2 separate regions of the Sus scrofa genome follow, and region 1 is linked to region 2. Evidence: chromatin contacts called from public Hi-C data. All regions are on one chromosome and are shown on one strand. Each heading gives the region's core, a stretch centred on a gene start, on an enhancer-like site or on the middle of the called end of the contact. The rest is flanking DNA. Distances are from core to core; before and after follow the strand shown. Region 1 holds the start of SPPL2B (signal peptide peptidase-like 2B). Region 2 holds the start of AP3D1 (AP-3 complex subunit delta-1).

Evidence for each region. Hi-C and Micro-C count contacts between places; a contact is called where the count stands out from the background.
Region 1: a Hi-C map of liver shows a contact between it and region 2, with 3 times the contacts expected there. The contact joins the promoter of SPPL2B here to the promoter of AP3D1 in region 2. A contact is called at or near these places in 1 of 47 Hi-C or Micro-C datasets (liver) and 1 of 2 datasets of contacts at active chromatin or transcription factors (alveolar macrophages).

Annotation. Positions count from the first base shown.
Region 1 is chr2:76,245,763-76,251,786 of Sscrofa11.1, reverse strand. SPPL2B (signal peptide peptidase-like 2B) reads left to right here and starts at 4,720. Exons shown (of 15, transcript XM_003123025.5): 1 at 4,720-4,820. The coding sequence starts at 4,761. It overlaps LSM7 (U6 snRNA-associated Sm-like protein LSm7), which reads right to left and starts at 4,777. Exons shown (of 4, transcript XM_003123024.4): 1 at 4,616-4,777; 2 at 4,433-4,523; 3 at 1,630-1,701; 4 at 1-234. The coding sequence starts at 4,762. The coding sequence ends at 92.
Region 2 is chr2:76,424,884-76,430,886 of Sscrofa11.1, reverse strand. It overlaps AP3D1 (AP-3 complex subunit delta-1), which reads right to left and starts at 2,444. Exons shown (of 32, transcript XM_021084197.1): 1 at 2,091-2,444. The coding sequence starts at 2,186.

The sequences.
Region 1 (6,024 bases), core at 3,471-5,970, 180 kb after region 2:
CATAACCTATACAAAAAGTAAAGTTCTGTCCCTGCAGATGGCCCGTCACGGGGGAGGGCAGCCCGAGTCCTTGGGCATGGCATGCTGCCTGCTACGCGTCCTGCTGCTGGATGAAGGGGTTGGGGATGGCCTCCATGCCGTCCTGCGGGCAGATGAGCACCACGGAGGTGCCCCGGCACACCACCAGGCCCAGCTGCCGGGTGTCCTCTGTGAGCTTGTACTGGTCGTCCGGGTCTGTGAAGAAAGAGGTGGTGGAGTCTCAGAGGCCCAGGTGTGGAGATGTGCCTGGGGAACTGCGGCAGGGGTGGGCTGGGGGAGCGTGCTGGCCGGCGGGTGGGTGGGCGGGAGCAAGTGCCCAGGACGCGCTCTGGAAACTGGCACATGCAGCCTACCCTCCTTCCACAACGAGAACACCACCTGGGGGACCGCATCCTCGGATGGGCTATGGAATCAAAAGCCATCTCTAAAATCTCAGAAACCCTAGAGGGCCACCATTCACCCTCGTGCCAATGGGCTGTTCACAGTGAGGCAAGGGACCCCAGGGAAGTGGTGACAGTGAGAGTCCTCCTGAGGTCACAACAGTTAAGCCTCCCTTACTGTTAGCCCAAGACAGTGGGGTGGGGGGGAAACCGAGTAGGGGTGAGGCCCCCCCCACGACCAGACCCTACAGAAGGACAGCTGTCCAGGCCCACCCCTCCTCTCCCTTCTTGGAACTGAGGAGACGGGGTAGGGTCTCTGCCCCAGGGCTGTTCTGGGGTGAGGAAGGGGCACATACTCTGCTGACAAGCAGCCAGGGCCCCAGTGGGAGCAGGCTCTGAGGCAGGAACAACAGGCATACTGTAGGGCATGCCCTAGTTCACTAGGTTCCCAACACAGAGGGCATCCTTTTCCAGAAAGTCATTCGCCCAAGGAAGCCAGGCCAGGATCCCAGTGGGGGACTCTGGGCAGACCCAGTGGGAAAGAAAATGAGGGCAAGGCAGGAGGCCCCACAGAATCGCTTCTCCCACAAGGAGGGCCTCTCTCCCTGGTGGCCTTGTGACCCTGCTGTGTGGCTGCAATCACTCTTCACCAGAGTAACTCGGGTCTCAACGTCCACAGTCCCTGGAGGAGCAAGACACTGCTTTTCTTCTCGGCCCTGACGTCCCCTTCACGCCTCTGTCAGGAGCTGCAGAAGTTGCTGGCTGAGGGGCAGGGACTGGCCTGACCACAGGTGGGGAGAGTCTGGGGACTTGGGGAGAAAGGGACTGGGGGCAGAGAATGGGGGGACCCTCTGTCAGCAGCAGGGAGTTACTGCACAGGGACAGCAGGAGGTAATGGGTCTGAAGGAACCCCAGGGCAGCTGGGTCTCTCATGGGGCCGTGGCATCTTTCTGGCCAGACCAGGCACACTCCAAACCCACTGGTGCTCAGGGTCAGTGATGAGCGGATCAGCAAATACTCCGCACCTCTGAAGGCTCAAGATGATGGGCTACTGGGCCTCGCCAGGACCGTGAGAGATCAAACACATCTGTCAGCCGTCTGATCCACAAGGCACAACATTCATGGTTAGCACTTGGGTGGCAGCTGAGTGACTTTGGAACAGTAAGGAAAGCCTGGCAAGGACGCTTGGAGCCCCGCCAGCTGCACTCACCTCTCATGTATTCGATGGTGCCATCCAGCACGAGGTTGAGGAGTGGGTCAAACCCTTTCAGGATTCCACTGGCTTGTCAGAATCACCGAGAAAAGAAGAGAGACAGAGAGATGGAAGATCAGTGGTCATCCTGGGGCAGGTTTGAACTGCATCCAGGTGTCGGCAGGATGGGGGTGCCCCACCGGCAAGGGGTCACCCTGCAACCAGATGCAGATGTGGGAGCAGCTGCTCTGGAGACAGGGGACCAAGGAGAAAGCGAGGGAAGGGCTCCCAGAAGGGGAGCAGTGTCAGCTGACCCCAAACCACCCCCACCAGAACAGTCAGCGAAACCTTGTGCCTGTTTTGTAAACAGTTTAACTGGCTCACAGCCATGTTCATTTGCTAAATGTCGCCTGTGGCTGCTTTCCTGCTGCAATGGCAGTTGAGTGGTTTCAAAAGAGACAGTCTGGCCTGCAGAGCTGAAAATATTCCATGTCCGGTCTTCTATAGAAAATGTCTGTCGGCCCCACCTGAGTTTGAAGCCCTGTCATTGCGTCCTTTTCCTGCTTGACCCTCCCCTACGGAACAAAGACTGTGATAGAACCTACTTCATGGGGTTATGGAGAGTGGACAATGCATTCGGGCACTTGGCCTGGGGGCCGGGAGCCCACACCTGTGGGTCTGCCCCCCTCAAGGGGACGGGTGCACTGTGGCAGGCGGGCAGGATTCTGAGACAGAACCGGCATTCCCTCACCCCGAGAACACGCCTGGGAACCCCCTCCCCTCAGTGTGGAACAGGAGCAACGATGGGACATCACTCTGTGGTCATGTGACAGAGACAGAAGGCTTCGCAGCTGTAATTAAGGTTCAAGAGTCGGCTGACTTTCAGTGAACCTAAAGGGAGGCTATGCTGGGTAGGCCCAACCTGAAAGGTGAGCTACTAAAGGAATGGGCACTTTCTGGACAAAAGAGATTTTCCTGCTGGCTTTGAAGAAGCAAACTGCTAGGCGATGGACAGAGCCCATGGCAAGGGCAGCAGGCAGCCTCCAAGAGCCAAAAGGGTCTCTGGCCCACTTTAGCCAGAATACGGGGACCTGAGTCCAACAACCAGTGGGCAGGCAGGAGGAACTGGGTCTCAGATGACAAGCTCCCAGAGACACTCTTTTATGGCCACCTTGTCAGCGACCTGAGGCACCCAGAGTATAGAAACCACGCACACTGTTGAGATAAAAACGTGTGTTGTTTAAGCAGCTAACTGGTGGCCGTTTGCTCCGCAGCGTTGCAAACATAAGCACCCCGAGACGAGACCTATCTCCTATGTTTCAGAGCTAGGATGGTACTAGCATGTTCAAATCCTCACTGTGCCAGGTACCTCGACTGGCAGGCACTGACTGTGCTTTTAGCCATTCTGATGCTACTCAACTGTCCACAGCTCAGGGAAGGAGGGATCTGGAGCACTGTTTAAGAAACTGAAGATCAGAGGAAGCTGAATAAGTGAAATGTTGACCTTGAATTATCTGTCAGGGACTTCCTATCGTGGCTGAGTGGTTAGCAAATCTGACTAGGAACCATGAGGTTGCAGGTTTGATCCCTGGCCTTGCTCAGTGGGTTAAGGATCTGGTGTTGCCGTGAGCTGTGGTGTAGGTCGCAGACACGGCTCGGATCCCGAGTTGCTGTGGTTCTGGCATAAGCGGCGGCTACAGCTCCGATTAGACACCTAGCCTGGGAACCTCCATCGGGAACCCTGTTAACACTTTACCTGCCTTGAACTCTTTAATCCCCACTGCTGAGGTGGGCGGAGTCAATAATAGCCTCTGACAAAGGAAGAGACTGAGGCTCAGAAAAGATAGTGCCTTGCCCAAAGTTCCACAGCAGCTGAGTGGACAAGAGGGCTCTGCCATGGACGGCACTGCCCGCATGACCCTGCAGTCTCCTTACCAGATTCCAGTAGGAGACGCAGAGTTAAAGCCTCACAATAACAGCAGAAAGCTGCAAACTGTGTGACAGGTACTAGTAGAAGCTCATAACAAAGAGGCCTGACCTGGGCTGGGGAGTCAGGGAAAGCTTCCCAGAGCAATGGTATTGAGCTGCCAGTGGGGAAATGACCAAGTTAACTTGGTAGCCAGTTAACCTGGTAAAGGTGCTCAAGACAGAGAAAACAAGTATCTTTACAGCCCTGTGGCGGTTGAGAACTCCCAGCATTACTCTGGAGCAAAAGGTTCCTCCTTTACCCTGGAACAACCGTGAACAAGGAGATGGGATTTCTTTATAACAGATCCCTCTGGTGGCTTCATAAAAATTGACCATAGGGCCATGGTTCTCAACCGGGTCAGTTCTGTCCCCCAAGGGACAGTGGGCCATGTCTGGGAGGTCTGTGGTCGTCACGAATGGGGGGCTCCTGGCATCAAGTGGGTGGGAATCAGAGATGCTGTTTCACACTCTACAACGCCCAGGACAAACCTCCACAGAGAACACTGCTGCCCCAATGTCAGCAGTGCCGAGCCTGAGAAACCCTGGTGCAGGAGCACGGTGAGGAGCTGGGGCAGCCACCTGGGTGAGAAAGAACCACAGCAGGCAGAGCAGTGAATCCCAGCCACTGGGTTTTGGGTTAGTTTGGGGCCTTTTCCCGTGCCTCAGTTTCCCCACCTGCAACAGGGCCGTAATCGTTCCTACCTCCCGGCGCCTTTTGCAAGCCGGCACGAGTTCTCCGAACTAAACGATTAAAGCGCCGCCCAGGTATTCGTCATCAGTACCGCTGCCCGTTACCCCGTGTGGACCTTAAGAGGGGGAGAGTGGGGGGGGGAGGCAGGGGGCGGGGCCTCACCTTCGCGGCCTCCCTGGAACTTCACCCGAATAGTCTTGTCGATGTACTTGGACAGGTCCAAGATGCTTTCCTTCTTTTTCTTCTCTTTGTCCTGCGAGGAAAGCACATTGCGTGAGGGGGGAAGCGCGGCCAGATTCTGCCCCGCCAGCCCCTCCAGCCAAGCCAGCCGCGCCGCACGCTCACCGCCATCTTGCCGCCGCCGCCGCGCCGCGCCCTTTGGCCTCTGCCCCCTGCACATGCGCGGCGGACGCCTGGCGCCTGCGCAGCGCGGGGCGCCAAGGCGTTGCTGGGAAACATCTGCCGACGCCTGCGGCGGGGACCGGGCGACATGGCGGCGGTGGCATCGCTGGCTCGGCTCGCGGCGGCCTTCGTTCTCCTCGCAGCCCAGGTGAGGGCGGCGCCGACCCTGGCGGCCTCGCCATCCGCGGTGCCATTACTCCTTGGCCCCCCGACCCCGCATAGGGGTCCGCTCGGCCTGGCCTGGGGGTCAACCTAGGGTGTCCGTGCCCCCTACGCGGTCGGCCCGCGGGCTCGGGGCCGGCAGTGACCTTGCCGGACTGTCCCCGGCGCGTCTGCCTTCCCTGCCTGGAAGCCCTTCCCAGCCGCAGCGTCACCAGGCCCCGCCGGAGTCTTAAGGGGGGGTTCCCCCTCTCCTGCCCCGAGCCCCGCTTGTCCACCCCGGGGTCTCCAACCGCCGCCAGAGACGCCCCTCTAGCTTCGTGACTTTGGTCTGGGAGCTACCCCTCTCCGAGCCTCAGTTTCTCCTTGAGTGCGACGCTATCTGCCTCGACCGTGGTTGTGGTAAACTGTCCAGCGCGGCACCCAGGGTCTGGCGGTGTTGGGACGCAGCCGGGAGCCCAGCCCCGAAGTGGGGTCGAATCGCCGCCGCATCTTTTGCTCGCATGACCTTGGCAAGGGAGTTCCCCGCTTTGAGTATCAGTTCCTTGTCTGCAAAAGGAAGATAAGTGTACAGTATAGAGTCAGCGAGATGATATATGGGATCATGAACGCGCAGCATGCTACTTCTCTGTCATTTAACGTTAAGGGTCTCCAGGTGCTAGTGGGGGGAACTACCACGAGGTGGCTGATATACATTGTCATAAGTGCATCTTTTATTACCAAATCCTCCCCCTCTCTCAGGTTCCACAGCTTAGGCAGTGGTGGCCCCCAACAGCTCCCAAAACTGGGTCATTAGCCTGCTCCAGCCCCTCCACCTCTGCTCCAGGCAGATGGCTTTCCTCTGTGGCCACTTTTGTTCTCTGCACCCCCGGTTCATTCTCAACACTGCAGGAGCGATCTTTCTCAAAGTGTGTCATGTCTTGTGCCCAGAGGAGAGCCTTCTGGCAGCTTCCTGGTGCATTCGTGAAGCCCCTGTGATCTGGCTGTCAGGAAGCTTCCCCTTTCCAGCTCTAGTGTATTGAAGGCTCCCTGCACTTCTCTCTTTCGCCCAGGGTCACAGAATGGTAGGGAGTGGGTTTAGGGCTGTGAGCAAGCAGCCTCCTGTCAGTGGAGAGCTGGTCTTCCTCTTGAGCGCCATGAAGAACCAGGCCCAGGGAGGGTTCTGTATGTAGGGTTGTGTATGAATTGCCTGG
Region 2 (6,003 bases), core at 1,195-3,694:
ACCTCTGGGGGAGTTCCCTTCGTGGCTCAGCTGTTAAGGATCCTGACTAGGATCCATAAGGATGCAGGTTTGATCCCTGGCCTTGATCAGTGGGTTAAGGATTGGCATTGCCATGAGCTGTAGTGTAGGTAGCAGCTGCAGCTCGGATCTGGCGTGGCTGTGGCTGTGGTGTAGGCCAGCAGCTGCAGCTCCAATTAGACCCCTATCCTGGGAACTTCCATATGCCACAGCGTAGTGCTAAAAATAAAATAAAGAAAAAAAAAGAAAACCACAAAACCCCTGGGAAGTTCCCTGTGCAGCAGGTTAAGGATCAGGCCATGCTATAGCTGTGGCATGGGTTTGATCCCTGGCCCAGGAACCTGTACATGCCGTGGGTATGGCCAAAAAAATAAATACAATTAACTTTGAGAGAAAACTGTACTACTACCAGAAGTCTTCCCTGGGGGGGCATAGCAGGGCCAAAGGGAAGCATCCATCTTAAAGAGATTGGGCAGCTAGAAGAGTCCTTCCTAATACCTGGAATCCATACCAACTTCCTTCTAATAAGGAAACCTTGGTCCCTGAAACCACATCCTGCTGGGAATCACTAACAGGCCAACAGTCATCAATTTTCATCAGTTCCAAATGAAGAAAGCATAGCGAGGATGCTGCCACTGATGATGGGCACACACCCCTAAATCCAGACATCCTAACTGGAGTGTGAACTCCTCCATCAGAAAGGCCCCTGAGCCTCAGAACCCAGGGAAACGACTGCTTCAAAATCTCCACCAAAGGAGGGGAGAGGCTGGAGGGCACTCAGTGCGGAAAGGAACCTAGGGGTACAAGCACCTTCCAAATTAGCTTAGCCATGCTCAGCACCTGAAATGCAGCCCAACCAGCCACTCTCTCAACTCACAACGAAACTGAAATCAGACCAGGGTCAAATACACTTGTTACCAGCACAACTGACCACAGCTTCCAACATGCTGCTAATCCCAAACGAACCCAGAGAAGAGAAGGGGTGCCGGAAATGAGCTAAAAAAACCTAGTTACATGTCAGCGAGGTCACACCCGTTCTGAAAAAGTGTAACAAAGAGGCAGGAACTCAGGCTCCTAGCAGAAGAACAGAGCTGGAGCCTAGGGCCCTTGGTGCCTCCTGGCAAATTCCTTAACTTCTCTGCACCTTCCTCTCTGTAATGCTGGGCTTGCCCGGCGCCATTGTGAGGAGGGCTAGGCGGCCTCTGGCACTAGGATCGGCACAAGATCATACAGCTGCTCTCCTTAGGGCAGCCTCTCCCTCCAGCAGGGAAAGGGGGACTTTCTTCCCTGTCCCACTGCGTAACTGTAGGCTTGGGCCTTCTTCCTTGGAAGCCAGCAGCCCGGTGGTCACTAACTCGCCCAATTCCTCCTAAATCTAGGTCACAGGTTGGGGGGATGGGGGAGAGATGAAAATGGTGCCCACGATTGTACTATGATTTCTGGAAAGCGTTTTCCTTCCTGGCTGTGGAGTTTCTACTTGAAGTCGGCTTCTCCCTTGCAGGACCCCTGAGGGGTTTCCTTATTTTGGCCTAGGGCTTCCGCTGTCCCCCCATCGTTGCCCCCAAGAGTGGCGGCCTGGCCATCTTCCAGGGGCGGGGTGGGAATACCGGCCCAGGAGGCTAGGCCCAGTTCCAAGCCGGGCACCAGGGAGCGATCTGGACTTGCGTTAATCCCATAAGGGGTTCCCTCTGGGGGCGACCTACGGACAAGGTCCCCTAAACAGGAGCCCAAGACCTGGGGTGGGGTGGGGGTCCTGCACTTTGAACAAGAAATCCAGAAACATGCTCAAGACGGGAGAGCCGCCGCTGGGCCAGTGGCACTGGGTGTGTGTGACGACACTGCCAAGCCTCTTCCGGGGCTACCCTCGGGGAGGAGGAGGCGGGCCCCCACCGCCGAGCGGGTAAACTGAGGCTCGCGGACGGAGCGTGCGTAAATCCAGGGCGGATAGGCAGGCGGGGCTCAAGCCAGGAGCGGGGCCTCTGTCTGGGTCCTGCCGGGTAGGACCGATTCGGGATCGAACGGGGTTGGGGTCAGGGCAAGAAGCCCGGCCAGGTTCAGCGCGCCGGGCTCACCTCGTCCTCCTTATGGTTCCGGATGCCGCGCACCAGGTCCTGCAGATTCTTGTCGAACATACGGTCGATGCTGCCCTTGACCATCTTGAGAGCCATCGCGGCGGCGGCCACCGCCGGGCTCGAGACTTGGGAGACGCGCGGCCGGGTGCCCTGAAGGGGCAAGGGGGCCTCGCCTGCCGCCCGTGGAGCGCTGCGCTGCCGGCCGCCGCGGTGGGGCGGGTTCTCAGGCCAGGTCGGCGGCGGTCGGCGGGGTGGCGGGGGCGGGGGCGGGGGCGGCGGCGGCGACGACCCGCTGGGCAGGCCGCGCTCCCTTTCCCTCCGGCTCCGCGCCGAGCCGCTTGCAAATGGCGGACAAGATGGCGGCCGGTCAGCTGACGGCCCTAGCAGAGTCCCGGCGGCCCGCCCCCGGGAGCCCCGCCTCCCTAGAAACCCCTCCCCTTCAACTTACTGCGTTTCCCTAACAACGCCAAGCCGCCCAATGGAAACGCAGACAACGATCACAGGGCCCTTCGGCCTTGCTCTCTACGGCTCAAGACTCTTCCCTCTCATTGGTCAGTGACATCATTAGCTCCACCTACTTCCCCGTTCAAGGTTGTAACCACGCCCCCTTGGCGTGCCCTCTCTGCCCCGCCCCTCAGCTAAGTGACAGGCGTAAGAGAGCCCAGCTGTGGGTGGAGCCTGCTATGGGCGGGGCGCCCACGTGGAGTTTCCCAGGCAGGTTCCTGGAGAAGGATCCAGCTCCGCCCTTTCTGATTGTAAAAGCTGACACTGTCTGAGAACCTCCAAATTCGACTCTGTCTCCAGAACGTCTCACAAAATCCTATCATATGGGCAGACAGGGATTAACATGCCCACCTGGAGAAGCTGAGGACCAGAGCTAGGACTTCAATCCAGTTATTCACTCAAGAAGTTTTTTTTCTTTTTCCCGCAGCACCAAGGGCATATGGAAGTTCCCTGGCCAGGAATCCAATCTGAGCTGCAGCTGCAACAACTCGGTTTTTTTGTTTTCCTTCATTTTAAAAAGTTTTATTGAAATATAGTTGATTTACAGCCTTGTGATAAACACTGAATTCTTAACCTACTGCTACGGGCAGGGATCTAACCCGCGCTGCCTCAGACAATGGGGGATTTTTAACCCACTGCACCACAGGGAGAACTCCCCCATTCAAGGAAAACTTATTGAGCACCTACTTTATGCCAGGCCTCCCTCCCAAGTGAATGAGATACAAGTGGTTCCTGCCCACCAGGATCCACCACTAAGAGAGTAAAAGCGAGCCACAAACTGTAATGAGATATTAGCAACACATGTATCTGCCAAAGGATTTATATCCACAATATACCTGAACAGAAAATAAAGCAGAACCAAACAAAAAATTCCTACAAAACGAAAAGAGGTGTTCTCATTGTGGCACAGTGGAAACGAATCTGATTAGTAATCATGAGGATGTAGGTTCAATCCCTGGCCTTGGTCAGTGGCTTAAGGACCTGGCACTGCCATGAGATGCAGTGAAGATCACAGACACAGCTCAGATCCCACATTGTTGTGGCTGTGGTATAGGTGGGCAGACAGAGCTCTGATTTAACCCATAGCCTGGGAACTTCCATATGCCATGGGTGCAGCCCTAAAAAGCAAAAACAAAAAACAAAACAAAAAAAACACCAAAAAGAAAAAGACAATTCAGTTAAAATATGGGGAGTTCCCGTCGTGGCACAGTGGTTAACGAATCCGACTAGGAACCATGAGGTTACGGGTTCAGTCCCTGCCCTTGCTCAGTGGGTTAACGATCCGGCGTTGCCGTGAGCTGTGTGTAGGTTGCAGACGCGGCTCAGATCCCGCGTTGCTGTGGCTCTGGCGTAGGCCGGTGGCTACAGCTCCGATTCAACCCCTAGCCTGGGAACCTCTATATGCCGTGGGAGAGGCCCAAGAAATAGCAACAACAACAACAACAAAAAGACAAAAAAATAAAATAAATAAATAAGTAAATAAATAAATAAATAAATAAAAATATGGCACACACAGCAAAAATTTATGAATAAAGCATATCGCAAAAGAAGACATCCAAGTGGCCATCTACCTCAATCATCAAGAAAGTGTAAATTTAAACCACACTGATATAGTTCTGGACTCTGGAAGAATAGCTAAATTTAGAAAGACTGAAGAGTTCCAGTAGTGGCTCAGTGGTTAAGGAAACTAACTAGTATCCATGAGGACGCAGGTTCGATCCCTGGCCTCACTCAGTAGGTTAAGGATCCAGTGTTGCCGTGAGCTGTGGCGTAGGTCAGAGATGAGGCTTGGATCCTGCATTGCTTTGGCTGTGGTATAGGTGGGCAGGTACAACTCCGATTCAACCCCTACCTAGCCTGGGAACCTCCCTATGCCGCAGGTACGGCCCTAAAAAGACAAAATACAAAAAAACAAAACAAAACAAAACAAAAAAGACTGAGGATATTAAGTGTTGCAGGGATGTGGAGCTACTGGAACTCTCCTGTCTTACACTTGAGGTAGAAATGTAAAACTATACAGTTACAACAGAAGCCTGTCTGGCTGTATCTTTTAAAGCTAATATACCTGTTCCCTCTGACACAGAAATTCTACTACTGTTCCCAAAAGAATGCATAAACACATCCACCAAAGGACCTGATCAAGGATAGTCAAAGTAACTGTATTTATATTAGCCAAAAACTCAAAATGATCCAAATGTCCATCAAGAAAAAATGGATATATAACTTGTGGTATAGTCAAACTGTGGAATACTGTGCAACAATGAAAATGAAAAATTACTAATACACAGAACAAAATAGATGAATTACACAGATACAATATGAACATAATAAGCCAAACACAAAAGAATATACACAGGGAGTTCCCTGGTGACTCAGTGGGTTAAGGATTTGGCATGGTCACTGCTGTGGTTCTGATTACTGCTGTGGTGCAAGGTCAACACCTAGTTTGGGAACTTCAATATGCCTTAGGTGCGGCCCTAAAATGAAAAGTATCTAAAATGATGAGCTCCTGGTGTGGTTCTGTGGAAACAAATGAATTAATGGCCAAAAATTTTCCAAATTATATATATATATATATAATATTTGAAATATATATATATATATTTCAAAACTATCTAAAAACCTCAGTGGAGGAATTCCTATTGTGGCTCAGCAATAACAAGCCCAACTAGTATCCATGAGAATACAGGTTCAATTCCTAGCCTTGCTCAGTGGGTTAAGGATCCAGCATTGCCATGAGCTGTGATGTAGGTCACAGACATGGCTCGGATCCCAGGTTGCTGTGGCTATGGCGTAGGCCGGCAGCTATAGCTCTGATTTGACCCCTAGCCTGGAAACTTCCACATGCCACAGGTGAGGCCCTAAAAAATCAGGGGGAAAAAAAAAGCTCAGTACAATTATAAATGTAGTAAAATTCATTGAGTAATTTAAAAAATGATATCAGAGGTATATTTATGCACTTCTGAGAATCAGGTTCTTTTGTAGAGAAAATATCTGTTTCACACAAATTTTGTTTATATGGAAAAATATTTACATCGTAGTAGTGATATATATTTCCGGTATTACTGTAAAAAAGAAAAAGAAAAAGAAAGCTCAGTAGACTCCAGGGGAGATAAACACAGAGAAAGCACAACCAGGCACATTATAAATTAAAGTACGGAAACCAGAGATAAGGAAAAAAAAAAGACCATGATGGAAGATAATATAAGAAAGGGAAGATTTCTGGGAACTGTATCTAATCACTTATGATGGAACATGATAATGTGAGAAAAAAGAATGTATACACGTATGTGTGACTGGGTCACCTTGCTTACAGTAGAAAATTGACAGGACACTGTACAACAAGCTATAAAGGAAAAAATAAAAATCGCTATAAAAAAATAAAAGAAAGGGAAGTTTGGAGATTCCA